Linked DNA regions of Sus scrofa: all the other regions are linked to region 3. A link is a contact called in public HiChIP or PLAC-seq data. All regions are on one chromosome and are shown on one strand. The core of a region is the stretch at or near the end of the contact, and the rest is flanking DNA. Distances in the headings are between cores, read along the strand shown. Region 1 has its middle 34 kb from the start of KCNJ2. Region 2 has its middle 160 kb from the start of MAP2K6. Region 3 has its middle 68 kb from the start of KCNJ16.

Evidence for each region. HiChIP or PLAC-seq counts read pairs in DNA pulled down with a chosen protein or histone mark.
Region 1: an H3K27ac HiChIP or PLAC-seq map of skeletal muscle shows a contact between it and region 3. The contact joins two enhancer-like sites. A contact is called at or near these places in 5 of 47 Hi-C or Micro-C datasets (fetal heart ventricle, mesenteric adipose tissue, retroperitoneal adipose tissue and 1 more) and 1 of 2 datasets of contacts at active chromatin or transcription factors (skeletal muscle).
Region 2: a contact with region 3 is called in an H3K27ac HiChIP or PLAC-seq map of skeletal muscle. The contact joins two enhancer-like sites. A contact is called at or near these places in 1 of 47 Hi-C or Micro-C datasets (liver) and 1 of 2 datasets of contacts at active chromatin or transcription factors (skeletal muscle).

The regions. Positions count from the first base shown.
Region 1 is chr12:10,388,838-10,391,885 of Sscrofa11.1, forward strand. No RefSeq gene overlaps it. Among named protein-coding and RNA genes, the nearest start is that of KCNJ2, 34 kb to the left of the region's middle. Within about 2 kb of position 1,509, at least 20 of the 83 cell types and tissues checked have an H3K27ac peak or open chromatin away from gene starts, as enhancers often do. A contact at or near this core is called in skeletal muscle, where this site is marked.
Region 2 is chr12:10,858,650-10,861,569 of Sscrofa11.1, forward strand. No RefSeq gene overlaps it. Among named protein-coding and RNA genes, the nearest start is that of MAP2K6, 160 kb to the right of the region's middle. Within about 2 kb of position 1,307, at least 9 of the 83 cell types and tissues checked have an H3K27ac peak or open chromatin away from gene starts, as enhancers often do. A contact at or near this core is called in skeletal muscle, where this site is marked.
Region 3 is chr12:10,605,122-10,607,821 of Sscrofa11.1, forward strand. No RefSeq gene overlaps it. Among named protein-coding and RNA genes, the nearest start is that of KCNJ16, 68 kb to the left of the region's middle. Within about 2 kb of position 1,375, at least 11 of the 83 cell types and tissues checked have an H3K27ac peak or open chromatin away from gene starts, as enhancers often do. A contact at or near this core is called in skeletal muscle, where this site is marked.

The DNA of each region.
Region 1 (3,048 bases), core at 259-2,758, 220 kb before region 3:
CATTTTGTTTACATTTCAGAGAAGATGAAGCTCATTCATCATTTTTCTTACCAGCTGTTTCCCACATTGTTTTCCTTGCCCACACTCTAGCCTTTCTAAAAAAATTAATGACCAATTAACAGTTCTGTTCAGAAGCACTTCTAGAAAATAATGGGCTTCTGTTTAGCAAAGGGTCTTTTTTTTTTCTTCTTTTTTAGGGCCACACCCAGGCATATGGGGGTTCCTAGGCTAGAGGTCGACTCAGACCTGTAGCTGCCAACCTGTACCACAGCCACAGCCGTGCCAGATCCAAGCCATGTCTGTGACCTATACCACAATTCCTGGCAACACCAGATCTTTAACCCACTGAGCAAGGCCAGAGATCGCACCTACGTCCTCATGGATACGAGTCAGATTCGTTTCTACGGAGCCACGGCAGAAACTCCCCAGCAAAGGGTCCTGCAGTGATCACTTTTCCCATTTAATGATTACAAATGGAAACTGTGTCAACCTCCAGCAGCATCAGGACTGATTGTGGCCTCTGCTGATTCTGGAGAGCCCTGGTCCTTCGTAGCTGTGATTTCTTCCTCTGCTGCCCCTCCATGGCTTTGTCTCTGTCGGCAGATGAACTTTCCCTTGGGTATAAAATGGATTCTGACTGGATGAGCTGATGTCCCTTTGGTGTTCTGAAGAATCTTTGATTCTGGAATTGGTAGCGACTGGCAGAGGCTACCACTTACCTTAACTCTACCCCTGTGGCCTCCCTTGAAAAGCGGGTATCAAACAGCATCGAGAGGCAGCACAGCACGCAAGAAGTAATTGCTCGCCAACGCGTACTTCTAATGCAAACAGAGAGCCTTTAGCCACAGTGCATGGGACTGGAGCATTTTATGTGAAAATGTGAAGTTTTCTGATCACTTTCTGTAAAGAAGTTTTCACAGGGTCTGAACCTCTTGGGGCTCTTTCTATCTCAAGTTCAAGTTACTTAGATAGTGATGAAGAATGTTTTATAGGCCCCAGTGGTAAATGATAGACTAGAGAAAAAGCATTCTTGGGCTATGGAATGCAGCAAAACTTAATCTCTCTGTTTGGCTTTTCATCCACCGGGCTTGCTGAAAACTTTAAATGATTAACCTTTCTCTCTTCAGCCTGCAAGGTCTCCAAAGTTTCCATCGAGAGCCTGACATCAGAGATCACCCAGCTCAGGGGGTCTTAATTATTTAGAAGACCCTCAATCTCAGTCTAGTGGCTTTTTCTTGGGATGATAGACAGACTCTAGACCCAGGATCCTTTTCCTTTGCAGTATTTATAAAGCAGAATAAATCAATGAGACCAAACAGCAAAAGGCAATCGTTTATTTTTAAATATCCCCTGCTAAGTGGTTGAATGGTTAGATTCCTTATAGTTGGTCGGCAACTCAGAGTCTACTAAACTTTGAAACATTCAGCCATGTTGACCTAAGCTTCCAAACTCTGTATAAAAGATCCCAAACCACAGGCCTGGACATGCCCCAAGGAAAGGAGCAGAGGGTGACATGATGTAGCAAGATGCTGCTTGCCCTCGTCCAAATCTCATGACCCAACCACACAGCCCTAACAGGATCATGTTAAGTTGCTTTAGTAAACTAAGAGCCGTGAAAGAGGAACTTGGGAATTGACTGGGACATAAGGTTTTTCTTACTGAAGAAAAGCTCCAAAGCCATGCAGACGAATGACGGTGTCCAGGCAACACTGGGCTTCTGCCTCTTCAGGAAAATGTCCCTGTAGGAGGGCTTGCTTGCCCTCTGGCCACAGAATTATCAGAGCAGCGTCTCAGTTACCCACTTTCATTTTCAAAGGTCTCCCATCCAAAAGAGCCTTTGCTGAGAATTTGCCAAGAGCCTCCCTCCTGCTTTATCGGTGTTCCTCCTCTTTGCATTCTGCGTGCGGTACTCAAAAATTTTTTCTCCAGAGTAAGGGTCATACTGCTCCTTTAAAAATGAAAGTGAGAGGGAGAGGGAGGCGAGACAGGGAAAGCAGCCACACTAAATTTAGAATTGGGGTAGGGCTTGGTGATTTACAGAGTACCAAGGGTGTGGAAGGGAGGTTTCTAGAAGTCCACAGGCTAAGCTTGGCTTCCAAAAGAACTCAGGGGCTTATACACATGCCTCCCAGAACATTCAGAAGAGAAGAATCGATGCCTGTGACAGATGGAACTCATGGAATATTTTAAACTGGGTCGAATTTGGTGCCCCATCACTAACAAGAGTGGTCCAGAGAACCTGCTTGGCACGTATCCTTCCAAGGAGTTAGGTGTGAATATTTAATATGAAACCTGGGTTCAGAGCCCACGTGGGTGAACTCGGGCAGTTTGGTCTCCCCCGGAGGTCCTGAGACACAGCATCAGTGGAGTTTTGCTTTTCTGCCCAAGCTGTGCAGTGCTTGCTGGCCTGAGTCTCTGCGGCTTTCAGGTCACTAGTGCTAGTGACAGTCCCATTAAAACAGGGCATGTAATTCTGCAGGAGGGAAGGAAGAAGATAAAGAGAAACCTGGCAGTAGGCCTGGTCAATCCTCTTATCAGGGTCACTCAGCCCTCAGCGTCTCGGAGGGATTTCCAGGCCAAAAGTCATTCTTTTGTATTTGTTTTATAATCATAGTGGCACTTCCTCAACTCCCCCATAAAACATGTGCTTTCCACAGAGACCAACTCCATCAAATGTCATTTCCAAGTTCAAGTTGGACATAACCAGCTCATCTTTTTTTCCTTCCCGGGCTCTGTTTCCTAGGTAATCCCCTCCAGATACATGGTTCACTCTGTCAGTTTGAAATCATATTGATTGTCACCCCTGCACAAGTCTGGAGATGTGCAGTATTTCCTACTTGTCCAATTTCCCTTGTAAGGAGTGTTCTCGATTCTTAATTTCAAGAGATGGCTGCAGGAACTTCTGCTACCACATTCGAGGTCTGGGTGAGGAGGAGGAATGAACACAGGGGGTAATAACACACATTTATTGGTGTCGCTTATGGTAGAAAAAAAGTTCCTACACCCGATGCACATGACCCGAAGAGTTAAATAGAACATTTTCAAGTG
Region 2 (2,920 bases), core at 57-2,556, 250 kb after region 3:
TATATATATATATATATATATGTATATATATATCACTGGCCTCGCTCAGCGGGTTAAAGGATCCAGCGTTGCCATGAGCTGTGGTGTAGGTTGCAGACTTGCCTCGGATCTGGTGTTGCTATGGCTGTAGTAAAGGCTGGCAGCTGCAGATCCAATTCAACTCCTAGCCTGGGGACTTCCATATGCTGCAGGTGCGGCCCTAAAAAGAAAAATGAAAAAAAATTAGGGAAAAGATACAGGGTACTCACACATTGTTTACTTTTGTCTTTATATCTGCCTATTCTATTTCAGTTATCTTATCTATATATTCACTTCAAAATCAGGGATAACAAACTATAATTTTCAAGCCCTTTATATACCTAGCCCCTTATAATTTACAAAGCAATTTCCCATATTTTATTCCAGAGTGAAAACTAGGTCTCCAGTTCACGGAAGCCATTGTTTCACATAGTTTTATGCCAAAAACAATAATTTCTCTCTTTGCCTGTGACTTTCCTTTTTTAAAAAAAAAAATTATTAATGATGTGTTAGGTCCAGGTGTACAGCAAAGTGATTCAGTTATACAAATACATGTGTCCATTCCTTTTCAGATTCTCTTCCCAGATAGGTTATTACACATTATCGAGTCAATTTCCCTGTGTTATGAATTGATGCGAATTTCTTTTAAATATTTCAAAAAACAGAAGTAGACAAGTTACTCAAATCCACCCAGATGTTTGAGTTCAGCAGCCACAATCAAACAGAGAGGCAAATGTGGTTTTCTTTTATTTCACTCCCCTTGAACGTTTTCACCACCCTTTGAAAGGGCTGCCTATTCTGGATAACACTCTGCTTGGCGTACAAGAAAGAGATGCAACGTGCTCAGAGCGGCTGTTTTCAGGACTAGGAAATTGAAAATTTTCAGCATCTTCCCCAAGCTCCGTTGGGTGGGTCTTTCATGTGAGCAGGAAGGAAGCGGCTGACAACTTTCTCGTCTTTATGGAAGGTGGACTTTATTTCCAGCTCTCGGGTCAAAAGGTGGCGGAAAGAAAACAAAACCACTTAGAGATAAAGACTAAAAATAATGTCCTGTGGGGTGAATCAACACAGTTTGGGACCCTGAAGGCAGCAACAAGGCAAGGATGTGCGTAGGGCTAAATCTGCGTCATCCTTAACAGGTGGTCGTGACCAGAATCAAGACGCCTGGACAAGAGAGGAAGGAGTTCTGCAAACAGGTGTGCTGGAGGGAAGGCGTGGGGAGGGGAGAGGAAGAAGCCATTTAAACAAGCCTGGGCTTGGAGCCCAGACACTTTCCCAGCAGTTCACCTCTGGGAGAGCCCGGGGGCCGGGCAAGGGCTGGGCAGGAGCTAAATTTGATCCGGGGTTTTGTGGTTTGGGTGATGCACTTTGAGTTTAAAATAGAAGTAGAAGTGTTTATGCAGTTGGGCTTTCTTTCTCTTTGCATTTGTTACTTTAGAAGAAATAAACCTATGATTCACAGACGAATGCCCCCCCTCCAAAAGGAACTCTCCTTCGGTGATTTCCTACTTTATAGGAAGCAGTGTGAGAATGCGTTCAAAAATCACCCTAGAGACATCCATTAATAGACTTTTCATGATGAGTATGATGACTTTCTTTTTTTTTAACAATTCTTTTTTTGTCTTTTTGTCTTTTTGCCTTTTCTAGGGCCACTCCCCTAGCATACGGAGATTCCCAGGCTAGGGGTCTAATCGGAGCTGTAGCCACTAGCCTACGCCAGAGCCACAGCAAGGCAGGATCCAAGCCGCATCTGCAACCTACACCATAGCTCACGGCAACGCCGGATCCTTAACCCACTGAGCAACGCCAGGGATCAAACCTGAAACCTCATGGTTCTTAGATTTGTTAACCACTGAGCCATGACGGGAACTCCTGATTTTCTTTCATGAGATAGCACTTTAATTGCACTTTTAGAATTTCCTAATTCTAATTCCTTTAGAATGTACTTTTAGAACATTTTCGTTTGGATATAGAACCATCCTGGGAGGTAGACATGCTGGTTATTGTTAACTATATATTACAACTTAGGAAACTGGGGTCTGATAAATTAAAGGATTGTATGTGTCCTTATGGACTAAGCCATAATGATCACACATGCACACGCACACATGCACACACAGAGGCCAGTCAGAATCATGTATCTGCTAACTGCACCATTGGGCACATTGCCTCCAAACGGGAACACTGGAACTAGATACTAAGGAGCATAGTGCAAAAAAGTAATACTGAATACAAGAGGTATGAAAAAGAATCTGGCCTACATGGATTTAGTAACAAGCTAGATCCCTCAGGCATCTGAGCAGAAATAGCTCCCAAGGCTTTTCCAGTGGTCTACGAGATAGCTCCACCAGCATGTCCCACTGGTGCTAGACATCAGGCCTGTGTGTTCAAAGCGTGACTGATCATCTTTCTTTATTCCCATGGCCTTGGTTTCCTGGCTTCCCTCCATTTCTACGTCAGTGACTCCTCCATTTTCTCAGACACAGATTTTCTCAGGCAATTTTTCCGCCCTCCTTGCCTCTGACCTTCAATCACCCCTCTAGCTTTAACCCCCGAGGTGACTCTCACATTGCCCTCTCTTACATCCTAAGACAGTCTGTCATCCCTCTTACCCAGACAACTGTAATCACTGCCTCCCTCTTCTTGCGTCTCCAGATCCATTCCGGCTCCCATGCATCTCATGCACCATTCCAGCCCATCATCCACTGAATCATTAAATGTGGCTCATTATACCCTCACTTTTCTCAGCATCCTTCACTTGCCATAGAATAAAATCTAAGCATGTTGGCCATGACATGTGAGGCCAATTCATGGTCTTCAATTATGCTTTTAAGAAAACCCACAATCTAACAATATAAAAGACCATCTTCCCTTAGCCAAGCCTTCTTATCTCAATGTCTAT
Region 3 (2,700 bases), core at 125-2,624:
AAAAACAATTCATGTTTGAATGCCTTTAGGCTGGGCTTGTGCTTTCCAGCTTGGCCACACACACACCACTCCCTCTCGCTTACAGCAGTGCCCTGCATGGCCCCTGAAGATACTGGAATTTTCTACCAGTGACTCAAACCAACACACCAAGCGGTAGGTGGCTATGGGGCAACACAGGGTGCTAAAAAGAAGTCCATGGTGTCAGACAGATGTGGGTTCACACCCCAGGCCGTCATTTACCATGTGCATCTGTGTGAGCGCAGCTGTCCCTCGCCTTCCCCAGCTGTCCGATGGGGAGAAGAGTACCCTCCCTGAGCTGGTGCTGTGAGACCACCGTGAGAGACGACATGCATTGTACACAAGCATAGCAAGCGCTGGACGTGTGGTCATTATCCTAGGGCAGGAATTGGCACACTTTTTCTGTAAAAGGCAAGAGGATTTAATGTGCTAGGGTTTGCAGACCATAGACTGTCCCAACTATTCAGCTCTGCCGTGGCAGCACAAAAGCAGCCCTAGAGAATGTGTAAGAGAAAAAGCATCTCAACAAAATTGTACTCACAAACCTCGGTGGAGGTCAGCTTGCCACTGGGCTACAGTTTGACAGTGTGCTCCTCTCTGTGACGGAGCCTTTGCTATGATGCTTCCCAACCACCACCCCTCCCCATTCTGCTCTATCTCATCTCCTCAATGCCTACAAAAAAAAAAAAAAAAAAAAAAAAAAAAGTCTTTAGCTATGAGCAAAGACTATTTCATGCTCTTTTTTTGGCCACGCCCATGGCATGTGGAAGTTCCCGGGCCAGGGATCTGAGCCAGAGTGGCAAGCCAAACCACTGCCATGACAACGTCAGATCTTTAACATACGGCACCATCTGAACTCCTATTTCATGTGCTCTTAATCCATGCTGTCAGGTGGCATCATGGTGATGCTAGCTGCTGCTCTCAGAGTCCCCATCAGACATGAATAAGTGGCTTCTGTGGTGGCCTCCTTTGACGTCACAGAAAGCAGGGCCCCAGCAGGAGAGGCATCCCCAGCAAGGCTGGGCTTTCCTTGGTCAGGCATCTGGCAAACATAGGCTGGACGGTGATCATCCCTGGACTTCTGGAATCCAGGAACAACCCAGCTGCTTCTCCGCAGCAAGTTCAAGGACACGGACAGATGGGTAAAGGTGCCCGGACTGAAGTCAGTCTCGTGGCTCCAGGCCAACCTCTGAGGGAACAGGAAGGCTTCTAAGCCCTTGGCATCGAGCGCCCCCCGGGCAGCTCTGCACATTTCCCATCCTTTGACCTAATCAGAGCTTTGATTTGCAGGCCTTGAGGGAGAAGCTGCTGGGTTGTTCCCACTGGGTTATTTTTGGGAGCTGGCAGGAGAAAGGGAAGAGAGAGAGGTCACCACCGGCCCCGCTGGGCAGTGCCGCACAGGCCCCTGAGTAAGCCGCGGAGCAGGCTTAGGTCATTTCCTCTGCCAGAGCTCCCGGTCAGGCAGCACCAGAAACTCCCGAGCGGGGCCAAAGAGGGAGGAAGCGGAGGTCTCCATCCTCCTTGAGAAATAACCTTTTTTCCCCCATGTTCCCCACTTTCACCAGAAGGGATCTGATGAAATTTCAACAAAACTTGCATGCTTTGGGGAAGACAAAAAGAAGGCCAAATTCACAGACAAAATGGAGAAATCAAAATGACAGAAATACTCATTGTTCCTCTACCTCTTCAATTTTTTTTTGTTTTTGTTTTTTTTTTAAGCAGGACATTAGCAGAGTTTGCCTCTAATCATGAAGAATAAGTCAGCTCAGCAAACCTCCGCCAGCCTGGGGATAAGAGGCGTCTTAATTATGAGGCGTTGCATGAGGGGGATCAATGAGCAGGAGATCTACTGTGACATCCCTCAGAACAGTCACAGGAGCTGCCACCAAAGGCTCTTCTCCAGGGCTGGCTTCATCAGTGTGAGCTGGGTCGTTGGACAGGGCCTTACGCTTAAAAGGGCTCCATCCTTGGTCCATCCCGGATTTAATGCTCTGTGGCGGCCACCGTTTGAAATCTTCGATACATTGCCCCACATTTTCATGCTGCACTGGGCAGCAAATGACATGGTCTGCCTGCTCTTCTTCCCCGAAAACAGTGTTTCTTATCCCTTTTTCCCCCTCCATTTCTATCCTCTCAAAGAGTCTTTTTAGACATTTTTTTACCCCTTTTCTGTAAAAGAAGTAATCTCCAATACTCTCTTAATGCGGAACACCACTACGACTTCCTGAAAACATAGGCAGAAGCAACAAAAATAGACATACAACCGCTATACTGAAACAACTTTAGCAAAGGTTTACTGTGGGGCTGGTAACCTTAAGTGGCCACAGAGGTGAAGCAGGTAGCACGAGTGAGTAAAGACAATAGAAAGAGGTAGAAGACAGGCTAATGTAAACTCAGGAGGGCATGTCCTGAGTGAAAGGGGCTGTGGACAGTCCACCCTGCTGGCTGTTGCTGCATAGGAGTGCAGCTCCAGTATCATTAGATATTATGATTCAAAAGAACTCCCCTAAAAATCCTTATGTACAATGATGCTAATGTGTAGACGTGGACAACTGTGGCGGGCAGATCCTGCTGGTAGCCTCCATGATTCCTGCTGTCTGTGTTCATAGCCCTCTGTGATTCCCCTCGCCCTGTTGGTGGGTAGAACCTGTGACTTGCTTCTTGCCAACAGAGTATAACAAA